Regions from separate parts of the Sus scrofa genome. Here region 2 is linked to region 1. Evidence: chromatin contacts called from public HiChIP or PLAC-seq data. All regions are on one chromosome and are shown on one strand. The core of a region is the stretch at or near the end of the contact, and the rest is flanking DNA. Distances in the headings are between cores, read along the strand shown.

Evidence for each region. HiChIP or PLAC-seq counts read pairs in DNA pulled down with a chosen protein or histone mark.
Region 2: a contact with region 1 is called in an H3K27ac HiChIP or PLAC-seq map of alveolar macrophages. The contact joins the promoter of BLVRB here to the promoter of C6H19orf47 in region 1. A contact is called at or near these places in 1 of 5 promoter capture datasets (liver), 4 of 47 Hi-C or Micro-C datasets (blood, embryonic fibroblasts, heart right ventricle and 1 more) and 2 of 2 datasets of contacts at active chromatin or transcription factors (alveolar macrophages and skeletal muscle).

Annotation. Positions count from the first base shown.
Region 1 is chr6:48,643,230-48,648,139 of Sscrofa11.1, forward strand. C6H19orf47 reads right to left here and starts at 2,133. Exons shown (of 10, transcript XM_021094390.1): 1 at 2,027-2,133. It also overlaps a transcript of PLD3 not described here.
Region 2 is chr6:48,726,599-48,731,547 of Sscrofa11.1, forward strand. It overlaps BLVRB (flavin reductase (NADPH)), which reads right to left and starts at 1,835. Exons shown (of 5, transcript XM_003355917.4): 1 at 1,656-1,835. The coding sequence starts at 1,734. SPTBN4 (spectrin beta chain, non-erythrocytic 4) reads left to right here and starts at 3,241. Exons shown (of 36, transcript XM_021094394.1): 1 at 3,241-3,358.

The sequences.
Region 1 (4,910 bases), core at 883-3,382:
CGATGGGTGAAGGATCAATGGGTGAAGGATCTGACATTGCCGTGAGCTGTGGTGTAGGTCACAGACGTGACTTGGATCCTGCATTGCAGTGGCTGTGGTGCAGGCCAGCAGCTACAGCTCCGATTCAACCCCTAGACTGGGAACCTCCATATGCCAAGAGTTCTGGCATAAAAAGATTTAAAAAAAAAAGATAGACGTATCTGTTCTTTTTTTTTTTTTTTTTTTTTTTTGTCTTTTTGCCTTTACTAGGGCCGCTCCCGTGGCATATGGAGGTTCCCAGGCTAGGGGTCAATCGGAGCTGTAGTCACCGGCCTACGCCAGAGCCACAGCAACGTGGGATCCAAGCCGCATCTGCAACCTACACCACAGCTCACAGCAACGCCGGATCCTTAACCCACTGAGCGAGGTCAGGGATAGAACCTGCAACCTCATGGTTCCTAGTCAGATTCGTTAATCACTGTGCCACCACAGGAACTCCAAATGTATCTGTTCTTAAAGTGCTTAGTGGGGTTGAATGAGTTCATAAGCACCCAGCCCTTAAAACAGTGCTCAGCAGTTATGCATATGTGCATTAAGTAAAATAAATAAACCTTCAGTGAGCTAGGGAAAGGAGAGGACAGTCATTGAGCTGATATCAGTCATATGCAAAGTGTGAGCTGAGAACAGAGTATAAGATAACTTGACAGGGTCCATGGGATCTGACAACATGGAATCACACAGTGTAAGTTTTCAATTCTTCCAGGTTCTGTCTACAATTTAATAGACCATTCTGCTTCCATTGGTGTTCAGGTTGTTTTCCTTCTTCTCACGCCAGCAATGCTACTTTTCCATTAGGAAAGAACACAAATTTTCCTTCTCAATTGAATTGACTGGAGGAAAATGCATCCGTGGTTTTAAAGAAAATGGAAAACCTAACACAATGGGATTAAGCAAAACTGATCAAATAGTAAGTGGCAGGGGAGTTCCTGTTGTGGCTCAGCAGTAAGGAAATGAGTAGTATTCATGAGGACGTGGGTTCAATCCCTGGCCTCACTCAGTGGGTTAAGGACTGAAGGTTCCTGTGAGCTATGGTGAGGGTCACAGACTCAGCTCAGACCTGGTGTTGCTGTGGCTGTAGCGTAGGCCAGCAGCCACAGCTCTGATTCGCCCTCTGGCCTGGGAACTCACATATGCTGCGAGTACAGCCCTAAAAAGACATAAGAACAAAGAAAAAAAGAATGGCAGGATGTCAATTTGCCCAACTCCAGTTTCCAAGTTTTGCCATCTTTTAGCTTCCTCCTCCTCTCTACATCCTTGCAAGTCCCATTTACACCAATGACTCTGAGAATCATTATTAGCGTCTCAATCTTTTGAGCTCCTACTTAATACTGTGTCAGGCCCTGTGCTAAGGACTCAACACGCACATTTCATCAGCATCCTCACAGTGATGCTATGATATTGAGACTATTAGCCCTCATTGTAGAGACGAGGAAAATTCAGTTCAGACAGGTGAAGATATAGGTCCACGACCACAAAGTGTAGTTAGGACTTGAGCTGAAATCTGTGGCCCCCAATTTCACGCTCCCACACCTTGATCTTCCACACCAAGCGCAAAGATCATCAACAATACTAACAATAATAGTATAGTAACGAAGTGAGCAGTGTGCCAGGCGCTGAGCTAAGGAGCTCCGACATGCACGAACTGATTTCTCACTACAACCCATAAAGAAGATGCTACAGTCAGATTCTGACCCCCATTCTACAGAGGAGGAAACTGAGTTTCAGAGAAAGAACTCGCTAATCCAGAGCCGTACAGCGGCGCCAGGACTGACTCCGGAACCCTGGACGCCATTCATCCCCACCTCACCCAGCCCTACCCCATCACCCCCGGCCCGCGCCTCACCTGGCCCTCTGGGCACGCGCCCACTCGCACCACCCACCTGCCCACCTGCCCGCCCTCCCGGCGGCGCCAACTGTCAGACCCTCCTCCCTTGGCCCGGCTGCCCGCCCCGGAAGCGCCGCCCTCGCCGCCGGAAGCCGGACTCACCCGCTCGCGGCTTCTCTAGCCCGCTGGGGAGCCACCAGCGAGGGCGCAGCTGCAACTGTCACGTGACCGCCCGCCGTCTCCCAGGCGCTTCCCTCCGCCCCTCGCTGGCGAGGAGCGCAGCCAATGAGAAAGGTAATTTCCCGGCCCCCGCCGGCCCGCAGTCCAGCCGGAGTGCGCCTGCGCGCCGCGGGGGGCGGTCGGGCGGGGCTCCAGCCTGAAAGGTGCGTGCTGGGCTGGGTCCCGAGTGGGAGACGTGGAGAGCAGGTAATGTGCGATCTGGGGGCGCGGCGCCTCAGCCGTCCTCCTCGTGTTATCCTTCGTCTGTAATGCATCTCTTCTCTGCACATCGACCTCTGTCCCTGTATGTCGCCATTCCTCCGCATGTTGTATCCTGCTTAAATCGTTACCGTTCCCCTTATGTCGCCATCATCACCCTTGACAAGATTTCGTTCGCTTTAAGCCCCCATTATCAGCACCTGTTGAAGTCGCCCCACCCGTTAAGTCGTAGTCGCCGTCTCGTGTCGCCTGCACCCCTCTTTTATTGCTATCACTCTTCTCAGAAATCGTCGTCATACCTCCGTGTCACCTTCGCATGCCTCCTGTTACCATCTCCTTAAGTCGCTCTCTGGCTTCCCTTAGGTCATGCTCACCCCTTTTGTCGCCATCCCTCCTCGTCGTCACCTTTGTTCCTCTGACAGTCACTGCCCACGTCTAATGATTCTAGTTTTCACCATGAAGAGCCACCCTGCCCTACAGTTTTTCTTCTCTTCGTGTCTCTGTCATTTCCCCAAGTCACCTCTCATGTACTCCGGGTATGAAAGCCCTTTACTCAGGGCGTGCCAGGATTCTGACTTCACCACTAAACCTCTGGGTAACCTTGACCTAATCACACCTTTGCAGTCTCAGCTTCCTCATCTGTAAAATCCACACAAGGACACCAACATCAGGGATGATTGTTAAGAATTCTGCATTATTCTAGTGATATGCCCAACTTGATATGGTGATTTGGGCTAATATTATTAGCCATGTCACCCTCACCCAGTCACCTTCATCACCTCATTGTCACTCTCCCCCTACCCCCAACTGCCCTCATCATTCTGGTGATGTCATCACACTTCCTGTATCCTGATGCTCATGCCACAACAGCCAACCCATGCTACCCCACATGGCAATCTCCACGCTGTCCTCACCTCTGCCACGTCACCACATCTGAGGGGGTGACCCATCAACCATCACGCACCTTGTTCATGTAAATACATAATCCCTTTCTCTTTACCTTGTTGGATTGACTGATTAACCACCCCCAAATTGAGAGCATTTAGCCATGGCAGGAGTCCAGGAGGGCTTGGTGGGGGGACGGTTATAGGTAGCTTAGACCGAGTCCTCCCTTGACTCAGAGAATTGAAGGTACAGAGAGAGAGACAGGGCTCACCACACCGTCGTCAAACCTCAGCAACCCTGCATCCCCAGGGGGAGAGCTGGTATCTTAGTCCCTCAGCTTGCTCAGCATGGCCACGTAGGAGAGTCATTAGCAATGTATTTCCATGGGCTGCAACACCCCATTTCCAATCTTAGTTCTTAGTACTTAAATAGTGGCATGACCTTGGGCATGTAGCTTAAGGTCTCTGTGCCTCAGTTGCTACATCTGCAACATGGGAATGAAAACACAAGTTATTCATTCAACAGATTTTTATTAAGCGTGTTCTACATGCCCAGCACTGTGCTAGGCATTGGGGACACATCAGTGGACAAAACAGGCCCGGTGGAGTTTACATTCTAGCAGGGCTAAGAGACAGTGAGCAAACAGGTAAGTAGATTATGTCACATGATAGAAGAGGGGTGGGAATACAAAGATCATTGTTTTAAATAGGGCGATCAGGGGAGTTCCCGTGTGGCTCAACGGGTTGAGGATCCCACAACTCCGATCGCTGCCCTGGTGAGGGTTCGATCCCTGTCCCCAGGAACTTCTGAATACCATGGCAAAAATAAAAAATAAAAAAAAAAAGAGTGGTCAGGGAAGATTTTCTGAGATACACCATTTAAACAAAGACTTGAAGGAGGGGAGAGAGTCACATGGCTGCCTGGAGGTAGAACAGCATCCTAGGCAGAGAAAATAGCAAATGCAAAGGTCCCGAGATAGGAGCATTTAAGGAAGAACAGGGAGGCCAGTGAGGGAGGAGAGGGGTGGGAGCTGACGTCAGAGGAGTGATGGGGGCAGATCATGGGGGGCGGGCGTGGGCCCTGGAGAAAACTATGGCTTTACTCTGAGTGGGGCGGGAGCCAGGGGAGGATTTGGAGGCGAGAAGGGACGTGATCTGATGCGACATGAAGCAGCAGCAGCAGCTGGAGAACCTCTACCAAGGATGGATTGGCAAGAGCAGCCTGGTTGGAAGCACAGCCAGAGTCCTCTTCTTAAAGCTGCCCTCACATATCCTTTGTATTTGGAGAGAGCTGCAAGGGTCCCTCTCAAAGATTCGGAGGGGGTGGGGGTGTTGGTGGAGGTTTTGAGAGGCCAGCACCACCACTGGCTTCAGCCGCTGTTGACAGGGCTGGGGAGGGAGGGAGCCACAGATCTCCAGATGTTAAACAACAGGAAAGGCAGCTGTCTACACCCGAGACCCTGAGGCAGCTTGGGCTCTAATCCTGGCCCCACCATTTCCTGGCTGTGTCCCTTTACGCCAGGACTTCACGTCCCTGGGTCTTTAGTTCCCTTATCTATTAAGTGGGGCTAAAAAAAAAAACACTATTATGGAGTTCCCTGTTGTGGCTCAGTGGGTTAAGGACCTGACTTAGTCTCTATGAGGACGCAAGTTTGATCCCTGGACTCACTCAGTGCGTTAAGGATCCTGGTGGTGTAGGTCGCAGATGCAGCTCCAATCCCACG
Region 2 (4,949 bases), core at 585-3,084, 83 kb after region 1:
TCAGAACTGCACTAGGATCCATAGTTTGAAAAGCTGCAGACTACAACGATCCCACAAAGTAGGTTGTATTATATGCCCATTTTGAGGATGGGGGAAACTGAGGCAATTTTAGGTAATCAGGCCAGGACCACACAGCTATAATCTGAGTTCACTCAGCCAAGGAGTGCCTATTAAGTGCCCTTTATATGCTGGGCACCCTTTGAGGTATTTTCCATATATGACTTCATTTCATCATCACAAGAGCCCAAGGTCAAGTTCCACTAGTTCCATCCCCTCTTTGCAGATATCTAGGTACACAGATGACAAGGCATCCGACCACACCGGTGGTACGCAGTAGAGCTGGGGTTTGAAAGTGGACAGATGGGCACCAGAGTCTGTGCTAGTCAGAACTCAGCCCTACAGAATCAATGAGCTAAATAAAAGCTCAGCTCATTTAAGCCCCTCCTGTTTTGGATGGGGACAGCGAGGTTCTGGCTCGCCCGTAGCTCTGAAGGGACCTGGCAGAGTCACTGAGAAGGCAGGTGTAGTTCCGGCTGTGACCAGCAGTGTGGATAAATGAAATTCCACAGAATCCTGGTTTAAGGGAGAGGTAGTCACGTGGAAATCTGGATCATCAGGGTGACTCAGCACCTTTCAACTTCGTCCTCTACTTCCTCCTCTAGAAACGTGTATCAGCAAATTTGTTTCCCCTCTCCCCACAAGTCAAGATCCTCCCTAGGTCTTCCTGGGGAAGGGGGAGAGCTGCAGGCCTAATGGGGAACTTTCAGGCAGAGTCCCTGCAAGGGAGAGCTGGGCTAGGAGACAGCTGAGAGTAGGATCCTGGCAGCCTCCACCCTTTGGGGGCACCCAGATAGTCAATATCTTCAGCATCACCAAGACCAGCAAGGGTGGGACCGTTTATCTGGAAGAGCCAGCCTCCACTGGGGGTTGGTGAACTCTGCAAGGTGGGGGCAGGGGATGGCTTATCCCCTTTCCTGGAGCAACTCCATATTTTCAGCCCTCGTTGGCTTTCCTAGGACCAGTGTCCCCAAGTCTTCAGTGACCTACCTTCCATCAGGTGCTCACGGCAACACACTCCCCAGCCTCTTGAACTTTAAGCCTTGGTGTCCAAACCAAGAACTTTTAGCAGCTGAGAGCATGTGCTGGGTACAAATAACAACACTGCCACTTTCTGGCTGGGTGACAGTGGACAAGTCACTCTCTGGGCCTCAGTTTTCTCATCTGTCAAGTGAGGTGATACTAGTTCCCATCTCACCTGAGAGCTGGGACTATTTAATACAAATGAAGAGAAGGCAGAGCTGGGAGTCCCATGCCTGGCTTAGTTAAGCCCTTGCTGGGTGTGCAAACCACTACCGCCCACCACCACCACCACCACCACCACCACCACCACCATCACCACCACCACCACCATAACAGCATTTCATAAGAGCATTGGATTTAAACTTGTCACCACAGTCCCCTAGCCTCCCAGGGCCAATTCCTTTCCCTTGGACTCACATAAAATTGGACCTCATACTGTCCCCAACCTCTGCCCCCGTGGCCACTTGCTTTGCCCCTGAGTCCTCACACACCAAGGCACACCGGGTCCCATGATGTCCCTTCCTAAAGTTCTGGCCCTGCACCCGGTGACATCCCATGCCCGCCCCAGCTCATGCCTGCTTGCACCGCCTGCGCCAGGGTGGTGAGCCCGGTTCTGCCAGTGGCGCCGAAGATCGCAATCTTCTTGACAGACATGCTGCAGGGACGTAGGGTTGCGAGGCCGCGGAGTCACAGGACGCGCGGGAACCGACTGGCTGCTGGGCCGCCCTCTGCGTCCTTCCCTAGCGGGAGGAACGGGGCGGGGCCGCCCCGAGGGCCACGCCTCAGCCCACCTCCAGCCTCAGGCTTAGGCTGAGGAGCGAGTCCAAAAGGCCACGCCTCCAGCTAAGAATAGGGTGGGCGGGGCGGGCCAGCACCGCCCTCTGGGCCCGCCACTTAGACTGGGAGGCGTGGCTGTATCCGGCCATCGATTCAAGTGGCCCCGGGGCTCCGCCTCCGCGCTCCAGCCTCCCAGGGGGAGGCGGGGCGAGCTCGGGCCACGCCCACCGCTCTCTCCTCACTCACGCCCCTTCTCTCTGGGCCACAAGGCAGATCGGAGATTCACACTAAGCCCCAGGGCCTCCTCGAGGTTGCAAGGGAAGAAAGGGAGGGAGGACGGTGTGGGTGTGACACTGTGTAACTGCGTGTCTGTGAGCCCATGTGACCCTGAGTGTCTCTGTAAACAACCCCAAGGGAGACCATAATTGTGGGTGACACCATGTGCCATCTGCTGTGTACAACACCTTATTACAGTGTGAGACTGTGTGACGCTACGTGTGGCAAGTTATTGTGTGACCTTGTAGTGTCACTAAGTGACAGTGTGTCAGTCTGTGATGCTGTGTGCATCCATGACTCTGGGGTATATTGTGTGAGTGTGGAACACGTGTGCGATGTGTTACATGCGAGTATGTGACTCAGAGTGTGACAGTGTGTGACACTGCATGTGTCATGTGAGGTGTGTGACACTGACACCATTTGAGTGTGGCTGTGGGTGTTACTGTTGTGTTTCTATTTGTGAACTCTATGTGATGTATGAGTGTGACGGTGCAGGATGTGTGACCTTCATGTGAGTGTGCAACTGATGTGACAAGTTTGAGTGTGAAAAAGTGTGTGACACTGTGTGATGGTGAAGCTGTGTGTGATGTGTATGACACTCTTTGTGACCCCATGTTAGTGTGTGACATATGTGTGTTTGTATATGACTCCAAGTGAATGGTGGTGGCACTATTCGAGTGTTCTACAGTGTGTGACGCTGTCGGGCACTGTTCCAGGGCGCGACTTCGTGTGAGCTTGTGACTGCGTGAGACAGTTTGAATATTTGACCCTGCGTGACCCCATGTAAGGGGGTAACAGCGTGAGCGTGTGGATATGAATAGTATTTGTGACGCTGTATGTGACCCCGTATGTGTGTGGCCGTGTGGGAGTGTGCGACCCCGTGGGAATGTGTGTGTGTGACGCTACCACCGGCCCCTGCAGCTGTGCAGCGCACGCTGTGGCCGGGTGTGTGACCGCGCGTGGGCCAGCGCCGCGGGCGGCCGGGGTTGGCGGGAGACCGCGGGCGGGAGGGGGTCCGGGGGCGCGCCGAGCGCGACGGCCGCGCGAGCCGGAGGAGGCGCGCCGGCGGCGGCGGCGGCGCATGCGGATCTGGCCGAGCGGCGGGGCTGGTGGGGCCGAGCAGAGCCGGGCCGGGCCGGGCCGGGCCGGGCCGCGGACACCAACAGGGAGGGCAGTCGGGCACTGCCAGCAGCGGGGACAGCGGCACCGGCCGCCGCGGGCCCAGGTGAGCGGTGGCGTGGGGGCGGATAGTCCCTCCCTCCGGCATCTCCCCACCTGCCCGAGCATCCCTTCCCCGCGCACGCTGGGCTTGGCCTGACCCCTCAGGGTCTCCACGGCTGGGGGAGGTGGAGGGTCAATGGCAGAGGGAGCCCCCAGCCCTCAACCCCGTCCAGCCTCCGCGCCGTGCGTGGGTCTTCCACCCAAGCCTTGTCCTTCCCAGGCCCCCTCCTTGAGGACGGTGACTGGACTGCAGGGAGAGAGAGGCGCGGCCTTGGAAGGGTTAAAGCATCCGCTTCCAGGTCCCATCCCCAGCTTCGCACCGGGCCAGGCTTTCCTGGGGCTGCTGGACACCCCCGTCCACCTCCCCCACCGCCTTCTCCCTTCCTTCTCTGTTGAATCACGTAATGGCCAAGGCTGTTCCTCGCGGGCCTGAGAGCTCCCAAAGTGCTAAGTGTCTCTCCATCTCCCAAGTACCCTCCATGGAGGAAACAGCTGTGCTCACCATTTGACAGGGAGGGAAACTGAGGCACAGAGAAGCCAAGTCAAAAATGATGGGGCTTAAAGATACAGAAAGAATAAAGCAGGGCTTGAACTCATTTCTGTCTGACTCCAGCACAGACACTTTAATTGCTAAGATATGTGACTAGAGGATGGATAATAATAGCAAGGCCCCTGAATCGGGGGCTTGCTGTGTACTAGATACCATGTTCCCTGCATTAGTAATGCTCTCATCTTCAAACGCCCCTAGGAAATGGGCACTATTATTACCATTTTACAGATGAACAAACTGAGGCCCAGAGAGGGGAAGTGCCTTGGCCAAGGTCACACAGGTGGTGAGTAACCATGTGCCCACTTCCAGCTTTCCAGGGAAGAAGGGAAGAATAATTTTGGATTCCGGAGAGTCCACCGAAAGGGACAATCTCCACTACACTGACCAAGACCTAGACCTTGCCTCCCTAAAAATCTGGTGGGGTGGCAACTGTCTGGATATTTTGAGAAGGGGGACATTCACCTCCTCCAAATTCCCCTCTTTCTTAGTCTTAGAATCAGGCCTGGGGTCCCAGAGGGTGGAGGAGATGAATCTAATGTCTCCCACCCCCTTAAATTTCATATTTACAATCTGGCAGTGTTCTAGAACATGGCTCTGGAATCAGACAGTGTTCAGTGTGTCAGGTAGTTATTGCCACAATAATGCTGCATGAGAAACCACCCCCAAACTCAGTGTCTTAAAACACTAAGCATATATTTCGCCTCAAGTCTGAAGTCAGTGACTTGGGCTGGGCTCATCTGAGCTGATGCACAAGTTGGGATGGGAAGGGGGATGTTGGTTGTCTTGGCTGGTCTTGGCTGTGATGAGGGCCTCGGACATGGACTAGCTGAGCAGTGTTGTTCTCATGGCCACAGGTCAAGCACAAGCAAAAACATGCAAGGTTTCCTGAGTCCTGGGCTCAGAGCTCACCAGCATTTCCATCTAATTCTGTTGGCCAAAGCCGGTCTCTGGCCAAACCCAGAGTCAGGGGATAGGGCATGTCCCCCTATTCTCCCTCTTCTGCTCCTCTCCTCTCCATAGCAGAACACCGAAGAGTTACATGGCA